Linked DNA regions of Zea mays: region 2 is linked to region 1. The links are chromatin contacts, called in public Hi-C maps. All regions are on one chromosome and are shown on one strand. The core of a region is the stretch at or near the end of the contact, and the rest is flanking DNA. Distances in the headings are between cores, read along the strand shown. Region 1 holds the start of RAB2A (Ras-related protein Rab-2-A). Region 2 holds the start of LOC100285093.

The links. Hi-C and Micro-C count contacts between places; a contact is called where the count stands out from the background.
Region 2: a contact with region 1 is called in a Hi-C map of leaf, with 8 times the contacts expected there. The contact joins the promoter of LOC100285093 here to the promoter of RAB2A in region 1. A contact is called at or near these places in 5 of 25 Hi-C or Micro-C datasets (bundle sheath, ear, endosperm and 2 more).

The regions. Positions count from the first base shown.
Region 1 is chr2:41,035,501-41,038,200 of Zm-B73-REFERENCE-NAM-5.0, reverse strand. It overlaps RAB2A (Ras-related protein Rab-2-A), which reads left to right and starts at 1,377. Exons shown (of 6, transcript NM_001112608.1): 1 at 1,377-1,508; 2 at 1,676-1,815; 3 at 2,409-2,491; 4 at 2,601-2,700. The coding sequence starts at 1,463. It overlaps TRNAI-AAU (transfer RNA isoleucine (anticodon AAU)), which reads right to left and starts at 544; the gene lies at 471-544.
Region 2 is chr2:41,639,673-41,642,372 of Zm-B73-REFERENCE-NAM-5.0, reverse strand. LOC100285093 reads right to left here and starts at 1,377. Exons shown (of 3, transcript NM_001397502.1): 1 at 1,292-1,377; 2 at 1,065-1,143; 3 at 479-938. The coding sequence starts at 1,297. The coding sequence ends at 613.

The sequences.
Region 1 (2,700 bases), core at 128-2,627:
CATAAGTTCTGTTCTAGAATGAAGTGGGTATACAGCTGCAAGATAATGTCAAAAAAAAGGGAAAACGACCAAAAACATGGAAGTTATGTTGTAGAGTGAAGTGTTATACAGCTGCAAGATGAAAAAAGTAAAAAATAAATTCTGTTCCAGAGTGAAGTTGAAAAATGTAAAAAAAATGTTCTCAGGTCAAGTTGAAAATTGTCAAAAAAAAAACGAGAAACAACCAAAAACATGGAAGGTACTCCCTCCGTTTCTTTTTATTTGTCGCTGGATAGTGTAAAATTGCACTATCCAGCGACAAATAAAAAGAAACGGAGGGAGTATGTCGTAGAGTGAAGTACTGAAGTGGTATGCAGCTGCAAGATGGAAAAGTAAAAAAGAAATAAGTTTTGTTCCATAGTGAAGTTGAAAAATGCCAAAAAAAGGTCAAGTTGAAAATTGTCAAAAAAAAAAGGAAAACAACAAAAATATGGCCCATGCAGGTCTCGAACCTGCGACCTTCGCGTTATTAGCACGACGCTCTAACCAACTGAGCTAATAGGCCAATTTGTTCAATATGAACTTGAACAGTTATTTACATTAATCAGCCACTGGACTTTATGCTTGGGATTTCAAGAAATCTTGCTGATTCGTAACAGATCTAACCCATGCCCGTTTGTTATCATTCACATCCAGCGACATCTTCTAGTGGTCCTGCAGCAACCACGATGTCAGCATGCCCCTTCTTATACAGAAACTCAAACAGGCCACCCTTACCTTCCAGGTGGATATGGCCTGTACTCCATCCCATTAGTTTGACAAGGCCTACATCACTAACAGCCTCCACATGAGCAGCGTCAATTGCCTGCTGAGCAATCTCCACCGCAGTTTGGAAACCAAACGAACTGTCTATGATGCCAATGTCATTGTCCACAGTTTTTGGATTAGCAGTAATAGATGTGTTCAAACCGCGGCGTTCAAACTCGATCTTCAAAGGTTGCCACATCTCCTCACAATTTTATTTATGAAATATAAACTATGTTATTTTTATTTTTTTTAGGAACTATATAAATTTAATTTGCTCAGTTATTATATACTTAGATAAATTTTTATTTCGATAAAACGTCTGTTGATTAGCCTACTGTAAAATCTATTATTGAGAGTAGCTAAATCATTAACTTTAACTAGTTTTTTTAGCTAATCTTTGTTCTCAAGACAATTTTTCAAAAGAAAAAAAAAGAAACGGGCAAGCCGCAACGTGAATCCAAGCAGTCCGCGCGTCACCCCGCCGCCGAAGGAACAAGAACAAACCGCCCCCAAATTAGCTGTCAACCCGTCGCTTCCTTCACGTAATCACGTCTCCTCCGCCGCCCTTGCTAAGCAAACGCAACCTGCAACTGCAAACCCCTCCTCCGATTCCTCCCCCGCACGCGGAAGCCCCCCGCAGCTCTTCGTCCCCGGAGGACCAAGACCACCACCGGAGATGTCGTACGCCTACCTCTTCAAGTACATCATCATCGGCGACACAGGTCCGTCTCGTCCCGTCAGCCCTTTTCCTTCCTCCGTTCTCCGATTGGATCCACGCGCCTCCCAACCTGCTGCCGCCGCCGCGGCGAGATGGAGATCCATTCTAATCCGCTTGCCCGCTCGCGATGACGCTGACGGCCTTCCTCTGCTTGCCTTTGCTTTGCTGCAGGCGTCGGTAAGTCGTGCCTGCTGCTGCAGTTCACCGACAAGCGCTTCCAGCCCGTCCACGACCTCACCATCGGCGTCGAGTTCGGGGCCCGGATGATCAACATCGACAACAAGCCCATCAAGCTCCAGATTTGGGATACGGTCGGTGACCTGTTTGTCCGCTATACTTTCCTTCGTTCTTACCGCTATACTTTCCTTCGTTCTTACGTATCCCTTAGATACTTGCACTTGCTTCAGGTCGATCTACCGCTACCAATTAAGGCAACATAATAGCTTCCTCAGTTGCTTATGGCCTTATGGGAACTCAATTCTGGTTGCCAACTGGAATTTAGGATGTCCAGTTAGTGTGGCATAAAGTTATTTTTGGGTCTGTAGTTCGAGATGAAAAAACACTTCCGCAGTCAGTTGGCCCAGTTCCAGCAGCTGCTGCTTCTGCTTCTGTGGCCGTCTGCCTCCTCACATGTCACTGTAGCGTCGAACTAGCAGCGGCTGATACAAGCAGCCAGTATCTCTTTGAGCTCCGAAACTACAACATTTTGGATATCTCTTTTTTTTATCAGTGTGCCCACCCCACTGGAGTTATCTGACTATTAGCGCACTGAACCATATGACCGTTTGTTGATTTAAGTTATCCTTGCTGCCACGCCACGATGTTAATGATGTGGAATACCCATGTGGCCGGCCACATGCATCATTTATCTGTCTTGATTGTGTTGTCTCTTAACATTATGCAGGCTGGTCAAGAGTCATTCAGATCCATAACTAGATCATACTACAGAGGAGCTGCTGGTGCTCTTTTGGTCTATGATATCACTAGGTGATTACCCCCACATAAGTTCTAAGCTGCTTGGGCGGTATTCTTTATGCACGCGGTTTCCTGAATAGTGTTGATACTGGCATCCAAATCCATGTTGGACTAATTTCAGGAGGGAGACTTTCAATCACCTTGCAAGCTGGCTGGAGGATGCAAGGCAGCACGCGAATGCTAACATGACGATAATGCTTGTTGGGAATAAGTGTGATCTG
Region 2 (2,700 bases), core at 128-2,627, 600 kb before region 1:
ACGAGCTAGCCGAACCAAATGCTACACAATGGGATGAGTTAACGACGTAAACAGATCACGAGGCAAATTAGCTAATAGTTATTAGCTAGCTATTAGCTCTTTTTAGCAAATTAGCTAAGCATGATTTTTAGTCGACTATCTATTAGCTAGTGCGTTCAAACACCCCTTACTCCAGCATTATTGAGATTTCTCCGGTTCTTTGTTAAAAAAATCATGCCGAGCCTATTTAAACCTGATGTTGGCGTGACGTCAGTTTTCTTTCTGACAGATGACGTTAGCAACTTTTGCCCTTGGAAAGTCGTTGGACTTTTCGTTTGTCCTGTTCTACTATACCAGATAATGAATAATGATGGTCTAATCACAATGCGGTCACGGATCGGATCGTGCAGCAAGCCCGAATTATCAGCACGTGCACGCTTCACGGACAAGCCAGCAACTGAGACGCAGGAAAAAAAAACCACTTGAAACCACAAAGGCTCCGCAAAAAAAAAAAGTAAACTTTATTTGCACAAATCGTTCATAGCTCCCTCAATTAACCTCAAGTCGCTGAAAAGAACTGTACCTACATGACGAAAAAAAATCGACCTCAGCTATTCATGTCAGCCGTTCTAATTACATGATGTGGCAGCCGCTGGGCTCGTCACAGACGACCACCGGCGGCGGCGGCGGGTGGTGGTGGTGGTGGTGGTGGTGGTGGTAGCCTCCGGGGTAGCAGTGCGGCCAGTGCGGCGGCGGCGGGTGCACGACCACGGGCTGCGGCGCCGGCGGCGCCGGCGGCGGCTTGGGGTCCTCGGACGGCTTCTTGTCCTTGACTTCCTCCACTTGCAGGATGTCGGCGTGGCCGACCTTCCTGCGCAGGCAGCTGGCCAGCCTGACCGGGTCGACGTCGTCGCCGACCACCTCCAGCTTCTCCCCGGCGATCGCCACCGATATCACCCCTGCACACACACGCGGGGCGACATTAGCGGCCGGAGCACCGATGGATGACCACCTTTTTTTTTTGTGTGTGTGGGTGGGTACTGGTCGAAGTCGAACGAGTAGACGACGATCGACGACGTACATACCATTTGCTCCGGCGGCCAGCGTCATGGCTTTGGTCCGGCTCCTCTCGCACGGCATGCTCACCTTGATCACGATCTTTTGCTGCGCGCGGCGGCCACGACAGGACGCAGAAGCAAGAGAGAGAGAGAGAGAGAGAGAGAGAGAGAGAGAAACCGCATGCAGATCAGTTTCAGAGCTCTGAAGACGAAGCTGAAGCAGAGGTTTTTGCGAGGAGCTGTCGTCGGCTTACCTTCATTGCTTCCCGCGCGGTGATGGCTTGCTCTGTGAATTGGACGGCTTGCTCTATTGCTAACTGAGCACTCCGTGATGTGAGGGTACGGGTACGGCTAGCTTGGGCCGCCGCGCTGTGATTATATATAGAGTGCGGGAGGGAGGGAGACGGGGGAGCGAGCGAACGCTGCTGGTGTCTAGTGGTGTCAGTGATTGTTTTAACGGGGAGTTAAATCATCGTCAACTGTGATCGCGACGCGTTCTTGGCGAGGGTTAGCGTGTGAGATGAGATCCGAGGCAGCCAAGTGGTTACCGTCCCATGATCCCATCGGCCTCTGGCGCGTGTGCGCTTCTCCGAAGGCGCGCGCGCTGGTGGTGGTGGTTTGTCCGTCCGTTTACTAGGCTGCAAGTTGCTGGTGGACCTGAGCCACACCACCAGCGCACACAGCGAAACATACAATGCGTGTTTCCGAACTGAAAGAGAACACGTCCGTCAGTACCAGTTCGAGTGGTACGGTACGGTACGGTTCCATGGATGGAGATCCAAAAATTGACACTTGGGAGCTAGCTAGCAAGCAGCAACAGCAGTAACCATCTACAGGATGGAGCGCTGGGCATCATGCTGGTTCGGTTCTTCTTGTCGCCTACTGTCTCATCACCCTTGTTTGTTTGTAGCACCTTTAATGAAAACTTGGTGATGGCGGCCTGCGATACTGACTGGCCCTGGCCCCTGAGAGAGCAGCACTGACCAAGGAAAACTAGACAACAACTTCTATTGGCGAAAACCGCCACAATACTATGACAAATTCTTTATTCAATATTCATGGCCGAAGAGAATTGAACACTATAATATCCGACGTATAGAATGTGATTACGTCTGAAGCCGGACTGTTTATCATCAGATTGTTTATATATGCAGCCCAATAAGAAGGCCATGTACAATGCAAAAAATAAAAAAAAAAGATAGATAGACTAGCACCTCAGTCTGTGCTTCAGCATGTCCTAGCTAATAGAAGCTTCTCATATCTCCAATATTTAAAAGTTTCATGAATAAATTTAGCAATTGTACAACTAATCAAAATCGACCATCTTTATTCGATCTCTCTTCCTTCCTTCCATGAAATGCCTATTTGTATACTCGATCTATAATCTGTATTTAACTGTGATCAATTTACCAATTACTCTATATATATGTGTTTTCATCGTTTGCATTGTACCTCGGCGGATTTCCAATATGTACCTTGTTGAAACCTTAAGTTATATCATCTCTTGTTGCATCTTTTATAGTTTATGACACCACGAAACTATATTTTGGTTGCTAACCATAAACTGCATCAAATATAAGCTTATATATATTGGTAAAGCTATAACCATAAACTAAAAAAAGTTTTAAATTACCAAAACATCATAATACTAGAAGCGGGTAAC